2 separate regions of the Sus scrofa genome follow, and region 1 is linked to region 2. Evidence: chromatin contacts called from public HiChIP or PLAC-seq data. All regions are on one chromosome and are shown on one strand. The core of a region is the stretch at or near the end of the contact, and the rest is flanking DNA. Distances in the headings are between cores, read along the strand shown. Region 1 holds the start of TES (testin LIM domain protein). Region 2 holds the start of CAPZA2 (capping actin protein of muscle Z-line alpha subunit 2).

Region 1 (4,425 bases), core at 141-2,640, 570 kb before region 2:
GCTTGACTGTTTTCCTGTTTCCTTTGTTTTTCATTTCTCTGATTAAATTTGCCCTTTACAACTTGGGAAAGGCCTAGGAAGCTAAAGCTCTTCTACAAACAAAAGGTGAGGTATACCAGGGGTCTGTCCCAGGGAAGGCCCAACACGGTCTTGCTTGGTTTCATATTGAACAACATTAATGAATAGCCAAGTAAGCAAAGGGTTGAAAGTGTTGGCTAAAATTGGGGTGTTTTCAGATACCAAATTTCCAGGGATAAAGTGAAGAGAAATCTGGACCTAAATATCTATATGATTTGGGACTTTTTCCTTTTTAAGAGTAGATGCCAGATTAGGAGGTCATTTGCTATCTGACCATTATAATTTTTTTTTTTTGTCATTATGATGAACTGGAAAACAAAACAAAACAAAACAAAAAGGACTCTTTTAATTAGTCAAAATGCAGTGCTTATGATCTCAAATAGGCTGGAGACATTGCGTACAGACTCATCAGTACTAACTAGCTCTGCCCCCCAAAAGACTAAGAAATTGGGCAGATTCCTGTTCCTCTGGGTTCCTCGGCTCCAGCAAAATGAGAAAGCTAGACTCAGTAATCCCTGGGATTCCTTCCAGATCCACCAAGCTAATGGTACTCATTGCAAACGCACCCAAATGAGGTCATGAAATGGATCCAGCTTTAGTGCTCCAGTCCTGCTTGTAACCAATCCCTATGAAACTGCTTCTCAACACAGGAGGCACATGAGTAGCCTCACACTCTTTCACACAGCAGGGACAAAGAGCAAAGCTTCTACTTCCAAAGAATGGCATAACCTGTCTCTGAAGTGATTCACGTTATCCTCTTTTTTGAACTCTAGAATGCCCAGAAAACATATAATCATCTTCATTGCCTTTAAGGCTGTGAGATGAGGTTTCCTGCCAATGGAGAAAAGCATTTAAGAAAAAGCCGTCTCCACAACTCAACTGTGAAATTAGAGTGCAACGTCCATCACAGGGATCCCTAACAACCTTCAAAATCTCCTGTCTTTTTCTTTGCTCTGAAAATAAACCAAGAAGCTAGTAGTGGGGTAACACTCCACTGGACACATATCTAAGTTCTCAAGCAAAACAGGTACCAGCTGTCAGAATGGAAAGGGCTCGTCCTCATCTTTGCTGTAGGTAGGACGGTCTCCAATTTTTATGAGGAGGGAGGCAGACAGACGCCCAGCGCAACCAGAGACGAGGTTAGAGCTGCAGGATTGCTCTCGGGAGGGCGCCGCCCCAGACTCGGCCCCGCCCCTCACCTTGCCTGCGCGGCGCTCGGGTAGCGAAGGTGCGTGCGGCGCTCGGTGATTGGCGGCTGCCCGGCGAGGCCTGGCTGCCATTGGCTGCACAGACCTCTTTGTTCCTGGTCTCCGCCGCAGGCCCGCTACAGCGGACTGGGCGGCGGAAGTTTGACGGCGCGGGGCGAGTGGCTGCGGCTGCGGGGCGGGAGTCCTGGCAGATCCCCCGAGTACCCGCAGCAGTGCCGGAGCTCGGGCGCGCGGTCGTGAGATCCGGAGGAGAGGAGGAGCCCCTCTGACACATAAACATGGACCTGGAAGCCAAAGTGAAGAAGGTAGGGAAGTGCGGGCGGCGGACGGTGGCCGCTTCACCTGAGCCGGGCGCCGCCCCCTAGCTGCCGGCTGCGGATGGGGCGCACGGGCCGCTGGGCGCCAGCGAGTTCAGGAGTTCCGGAGCTCCGGGCCCAGGTACCCGAACCTCTGGTTAGAGGGGCTGCCCAGCTGCCCTGCTAACTCCTGAAACCCAGGAGGGACGGAGAGTCGCGCACGTGAGCGAGGGCGACCGCGGGACATTTCTCCCTGTCTAACCATGTCCAACAGTTGGAGGTGTTTGAAACTTTCCTTGAGATGTTTCAGCTGCGCCTGTGCCGCCCTAAAAAAAGGATGAGGTTAGGGCGGGTTCGGGCGAGACCGTGACACTACATCTTCCTGTCTCAGGAAGTTCAACTTATTAAGTCTGTGGTTTGGGGTCACTGATGTGCCTTTGACAGCCTAGACCTCACTCCCCCCCCGCCCCGCTTGACTGTCCGAGGCGCTCTAGAGTGAGCGTTGATTTAATGTGCTTCCTTTGCACCCGAAGCTTGTGATAACGTGAAAGGTGATGATTTTTTCCTTTTTCTTCTTTTTTTTTGGTCATTCATTACTTGACTTCCAAAGTACTGCCTCCATCTTAGGGAGTTATCTTCAAAACAAAACAAAACAAAACAAACAAACAAAAAAATCTTCTTCTTTGACAGCTAGCCCCAAAGGACAATTGCCACCAGTGGTTTACCTCTAGGATAAGTTTCCTGCCCGGTAGTCCTTCAGGTCAGGATCCACTGCCCTACCTGAGCCACTCCCTGGTTTTGGGAGCCTCACGTTTCCTGGGAGAAAGGGGTGGGGACCAGACTGTGACTCAAAAGGAATGTTGATGTCACATTCCAGTGTAAAGTTCTGTGTTAAAGGTCCCATTCCAGGGAATTGCTCATATTTACTTTGCGGTAAATTTAAGCTAACTGCTCCTTATCAAATAAGGAAGGAAGTTTTGCAGAGAGACAAAAGGAGAAAAAATAGAGAGAACTTAATTTTCTTCTCTTGCCAAATGTGGTTGCCAACATTGCTATTATTTAATCTTCTAAAGACGGAGTCCTCATCTGAGCGTTAATTGTTTCACGCGAAGTGGCGTTTTGAAAATGTATACAAACGCAAAATATTAGGTTAGGAGGCTGTTGAAAAATAGAAACCTGAGGTGGGAAAAACAAAAGTTTGCCTCTTATTGCTACAATGGGCACTCAAAAGGAAATCCAAGGAGGGAAAACTTAATGTAAATTCTGAAAATATCGTGATTGCATTCTGTTGTCTTCCAGTTTGGTTTCTTCTTAGCTTTTAGATGACACTAAAAAGTTTTGTTAATCTTGCTTGCCACTAGAAAGTATTTCGTTTGCCACTTAATTAGCCTTCTATTGATGAACGCTGCTTATTTTGTTTTTCAGGTGGGTAAGAGCTACTACTTAATTTAGTACTTGTCTAAAATTTGGGGAGTCCTGTCTGTGCTTATAAATAATGATTCAAAAATGGCTTTTAACGTATCAACATCATTTGGGAGGGAGGGATGAATAGGTGAAGCATAGAGGACTTTTTAGGGCAAGGAAACTATGCTGTATGCTGTTGTAATGATGGATACCTGTCATTATATATTTGTGAAAATCCATAGAATGAACAACACCAAGAGTGGACCTTAAAGTAAGCTATGGACGTTGGGAGATAATGATGTGCCAATAGAGGTTCATCAGTAGTAACAAACATATGACTCTCACATGGCATACTGATAATGAGGGAGCTCTGAAAGGGAGTAGGGAGATATATGGGAATGCTGTACCTTCTGCTAAATTTTGCTGTGAACCTAAAACAGCTCTGAAAAATAAGATCTACTTAAAAGGAAAAATTGAAAGTCAATATCCAAAACTGATTTCAAAATTATTTGAAACAAAGAAGTAATTCTGAGGGAGAAAGTCCAGAGTTAAGAATTATTTGTACTAGCAAGGGAAAATTTCAGACATTACTTATGAACAATTTCCTTAGTCTCAGAATGTGTATTATGATAAATAATGCTCTTGATATATGGTATAATTTTTCTTCTCAATTTCCTCTTTACTTTAAAAGGTTATCTTTTCAGTTAAGAATCATATTCTTCTTTCTAATCCTCCTCCTCCCCTTCCCTCACCCCCAGGGAAAAGGGATTCCATGAATTTAAAGCTTTTACAGATAATACCCTGACAGTAACAAATACTTGTTTGACTACCTTGTTTGTCATTCTCAGGACGGAGTCCTCAACTGGTAAATTGAAAAGTACTAAAAGATCCCAAAGATGTCCAGTTTGACTGCCAACCACACCCTCTCTGTTTCTATGCAGGACCTTTGACAGACTTAAATTTCAGTGATTCGACAAAAAGTTTCCCAGTACAAAAAATTTAGAAGTCCCTAAAATACATCTCATAATCTGAAAAAGAAACTTACATTCCCTTTAGAAATTGTTTTCTAACACCAGAAGAAAGAAACATTACAAGATTATCTCTGATTTATGAGCAGAGACTTCTTACCCTATTTTGGTACCTAGATGGTTTTCAAGTCTACCTTCTTTTTGACCTGGGTATACAAAGAAAAGCAATACTTTGAATGCACCTTTAAAAAAAGTCTGATCATAAGTTGGAACAAAGACATAACTATCTAAATAAAACTAAATTTGACTTCTGTTTTAAGAAATACATGGCATTTTTTTCCTACTAAAACCCCTGTACTGTTGTTTTCATAAGAAATTTTCTCCAGGCAGATGACAAATGATACGTGTAAAAAGAATTAAAGAGGGTTGTCTTTATTTCACAACCACTTAGGTGGATGATACTATTATAAG
Region 2 (4,354 bases), core at 641-3,140:
TTACCAAGGTTACAATAATAAACAGAGTCTGACTCAAATTATTCTGGAGTAAGAAAGCACGCTAACCAAGCAGCACATTTACTGAGTACCCACTGTGTACAAATTATCGATATTGGGTATTGCTGAGTAAACAGAAAACAAAAGGAAAGAAAGAAAGAAAAAAATCCCTTGAAACGTTATTTATGAAATAGGTGATAGTGAATATAACGGATGAGATAGGAGCGCAATTGCCTTCATTAAGTTTTGTTTGGTGGAGAGTGCCTAGGTTTTAGAGAGAGAGAGAAAGGTCTCAAAGTGGGAAGAATAAAGGATACAGGATATGATGCTTGGGTTCTAATCCCAATTTCACCACCTACGTGCAACCTTGGGCAAATTCTGCTCCTGTAAAATGTGCGTAATAATACTGATAAATACTTTGCTTCATGAAGCTCAGTGAGAAATCAATGAAGAAATGACTTGTAAACTGTAAAAGAGTAAATGTTATTTACATCCAGTGAGGTCTCTGACCAAACCGTGTGGTTTATTCTTTATCACCTTTTCTCTGCATGAGTCAGCAAGCTTCTGCTTCCTATTCTCTCCTCAAATGGACTATGAGCTTTTTAGTAGCATGGCTTCTATTTGCTTTCCAAATGCAAGAAACTATGATTTGCATACCATGACCATTCCGTAAATTACTTTAAATAATAGAGTTTTGCATAGACACACATTTGAGTTCTTTAAGGTAATTTCACATGTGTCATTTACTTTCAGCTGTCAGATTCATCTTGCTAGACATATTTTTGATGATGTCATGTCACTATTCAAAAGTTGTCAACGGTGTCTCATTTTCTACTGTAATGTCTTTTTAATTGAGATATAATTGACATGTAACATTGTATTAGTTTTAGGTGTACGACATAATGATTAAAGTCTTAAACTCTATCTGAACTCCAAGACCTTGCTACCCAATCTGTAGTCTCCAGACCAGTAGTGCTGGCGTCATCTGGGAGCTTGTTAGAAATGCACTTCCCGTGGTGGCTCATGGGGTTAGGAACCCAACTAGTATTCATGAGGATGCAGGTTTGATTCCTGGCCTCACTCTGTGGGTTAACAATCTGTCCTTGTTGCCAGCGGTGGCATTAGGTCTCAGACGTGGCTTGGATTTGGCATTGCTGTGGCTGTGGCATAGGCCAGCAGCTGCAGCTCCTATTGGACCCCTAGCGTTGGAACTTCCATAACTTTGTGTTCCCATGCAATAGTACAGGGACTTCCCTAACTCAATACATGTTTAAAGAACAGACGATGAGTTTCTTCAAAACTGAGGTTTCTCTAGTTTTTGTTTAACATGGCGTATCTTCAGAGACTAACACAATACCCCCACACAATAAAGGACCAATAAACATTTTTTAACGAATATATCCCGAACATTTTCCAATTATGTTCCAGGTTGTATGTGCATTTTTAATGACAGCTGAATATTTTTCTCTTAATTTTTAAAACCAGAATATTTAAAAGCTTCTATTTATGCACTTTTTCACATTTTAGCCGGCATTGTTCAGGACTTGATGGGAACATAATCAAGGGCTCAGGATGTACTCGTCGCAGACTGGGTCCATATGGTCACTGGTGGGGAGAGAATCCTAAACTCATGATGCTGACAAGCCTGCAGCAGGCGGCAGCAAGCAACTGCTTCCCACTCCCGGCCGCCGAGAGATCTGCGCACGCGCATAGCCGTGCTTGGGCTCCGCCGGCCGGGAGGAGGGAGGCGGGGCTGCGGGGCGCGTGCGCGACGGCCTGGGCTGCGGCCCCTCCCTTGGCGGGGGCGCGCGGCGCGGAGGACCGCACGGGAAGGGGGAAGTCAGGTGGCTGCCACCGCTGCCGCCGCGCCGCGATCTGTCGCCGGAAGGAAAATGGCGGATTTGGAAGAGCAGTTGTCTGATGAGGAGAAGGTAAGGGCCGCGGAGGCGGCGGAACCCGTCGGTCGCGGAGCCAGCAGAGCCCCTTGGTCTCAGCCCAGAGTCTGGCAGCCGAGGAAGGGCATTGGTCGGTGCCCTCGGCTGCTCTTCCTTCCCATCCTTGCTGCGCCCAAGTGCCTGCTCCTGTCAGTCACCCGAGGCCCGGCGCGGGGGCAGGTCTCAGCCGGGCCTGCTCGCTCCGCTCCTTGTAGGGTGTGTGCTCCGAAAATAGGAAGCGGGAGCTGGGCGGCGGCGCCGCCTGGCGCGGCGGGCGGGGGTGGGGGGCGCGGAGGGCGGCGGCCGCGGGGGACCCTCTCCCCGCGCCAGGGCCGCGGGGCCCTGCGCTGGGGTCTGCGGACTGCGGAGGGGTCTGGGTCCCCTCCCGGGAGCGGCTCAAGGGTAGTAGCCAGCCCGAAGGCCTGGCCGAAGAGTGTGGCTGGGGTGAGGGGGAAGGAGGGGGAAATCGCTTAGAAAGCAGACCTTCACTTCTCGCTTCTACTCCCTCCTCCCGCAAGCAAATTGTGTTCTTTCCTGGGTTCTCCGTTTCTCGCTTTTACCGGTGGAAATCTCTCTCCCTTTTTTTTTCTTGTTTTCTTTTTCCAGTTTTAGCTGTAGGCTTTGCAGTTCCCACATTCCCCTGAAGACAACGAAGTTGCTCCCAAAAAGAAAGCCCACCCCCCCCCGCCCCAGTTGTTTGCCGCGCCTGCTGGCAGCAGCCCCCCTGGGGACAGATTTGGTGGCGCCCCATAGTCCTGCTAGGACTTCTTCCGAAAAGGGGAGGTTGTGCAACTCCTTTTACTGTATCTTAGATGCTGTGACAGCATTGGAACTGGATGAACGACTTAAGTTCTGAGGCATTTGAAGTCAGAAATCTGATCATTGAACTGGTTCTCTTATTGGCGGTTTCCTTTGGCCACTCTGAGGCCCCATTCCCTAGTGTGGTGGTGGTGGGGGGTACCCTACTAATTTTGAGTATTTCCTGGAAAGGACCTTGATGTTTCTCAAACTTGGAAGTAACTGACGTAACTGTGAATAAAATCGAGTGTTCGAAGTTTTCACTCTTAATTTAACAAGGCTCATTTTCTTTTTTTAAGTTCCCAAGCATTACAGCCATGTCTGAAACACAAAAACATACTGGTGTTTAAGAAATCCTCTTGTAAGTCTAAGGATATTTTCGGTTGGAACACTCTGATCCAAGTGTTTTTCTATCTTGTGTGCTTGCACCGAAATGTGATGTTCCACCTTCTTCCCAGTGTGAATGTGCAGCAGTCAGCCTTATCTTCGATTTCGGAAATCTTTCTTCCCTCTGTGCTCTTTGGTGAAAGTGATAATAAAACGACAAAATGGGGAGAGCCAAGATTTTCCATATTCCACAGGTCTGGTAGGCAGACCCCTATATACACAAAAGTTGCTGTGCAGTATTCACATGTGTAGTATTGGTAAATAACCATAAGTAACTAACTGAAAATGTATGCCGACGGGCACACACATTTAAAATTAAGTAGTGCTAGGAAGTTTTTTAAAGGGATTGTCATGTTTTTATTGTTTTTATTCTGCTGTTTGTAAGTAGTGATTAGTAGCTCAAGTGGCTAGAAATTTAGCTGAGGAGCGAGTACTCAGTGTGGGAGTTAATATAGACCTGCCAATGTACTGTAAAGGCCTGAAATAGCGAATTTTTTTCAAAATGAAATAACAAGATTTCTTATTATCAAGCACTTGCGGGCCACTAGCTTCCATAAAGGTGTGCGTGGGTGTTGGGGGGGAGGTGTCTTATTCTCTATGCTTGCCCAATACTATGTTTTAAGAGTAAGTGAAAGAAAATTCTAATTTGAAGGAATTTGGTGCTTTTGTTTTTATTTCCAATTTTGTAAGACGATTCTGTAGATATTTTACACATGGATTTCGAATTACTTTTTTTAGTAATTTAAGATAAATATTAACCAAACTGTGGGACTACATTCAAGTAACTGGTAAACTAACATTCTTGTTAATTCAGTTATTTAAATGTTCTTTTTTTGTTTGTTTTTGTTTTTTTGTTTTTTGTCTTTTTGCTATTTCTTGGGCCACTCCCGCGGCATATGGAGGTTCCCAGGCTAGGGGTCGAATCGGAGCTGTAGTCACTGGCCTACCCAGAGCCACAGCAACGTGGGATCTGAGCCGCGTCTGCAACCTACACCACAGCTCACGGCAACGCCGGATCGTTAACCCCCTGAGCAAGGGCAGGGACCGAACCCGCAACCTCATGGTTCCTAGTCGGATTCATTAACCACCACTGCGCCACCATGGGAACTCCTAAATGTTCTTTTTAATCTTTTGGGAGGAGGACCTTGGATATAGAATCAGAAATTGGATTTAAAAGTGATATTTTTACACTAATATTTAAATCATGGTACTTTTTCTGTAACCTTGTTTGTAGTTGT

The links. HiChIP or PLAC-seq counts read pairs in DNA pulled down with a chosen protein or histone mark.
Region 1: a contact with region 2 is called in an H3K27ac HiChIP or PLAC-seq map of skeletal muscle, with 4 times the contacts expected there. The contact joins the promoter of TES here to the promoter of CAPZA2 in region 2. A contact is called at or near these places in 1 of 5 promoter capture datasets (liver) and 1 of 2 datasets of contacts at active chromatin or transcription factors (skeletal muscle).

The regions. Positions count from the first base shown.
Region 1 is chr18:29,933,213-29,937,637 of Sscrofa11.1, reverse strand. It overlaps TES (testin LIM domain protein), which reads left to right and starts at 1,390. Exons shown (of 7, transcript NM_001123200.1): 1 at 1,390-1,591. The coding sequence starts at 1,565.
Region 2 is chr18:29,362,598-29,366,951 of Sscrofa11.1, reverse strand. CAPZA2 (capping actin protein of muscle Z-line alpha subunit 2) reads left to right here and starts at 1,890. Exons shown (of 10, transcript NM_001097455.1): 1 at 1,890-1,928. The coding sequence starts at 1,890.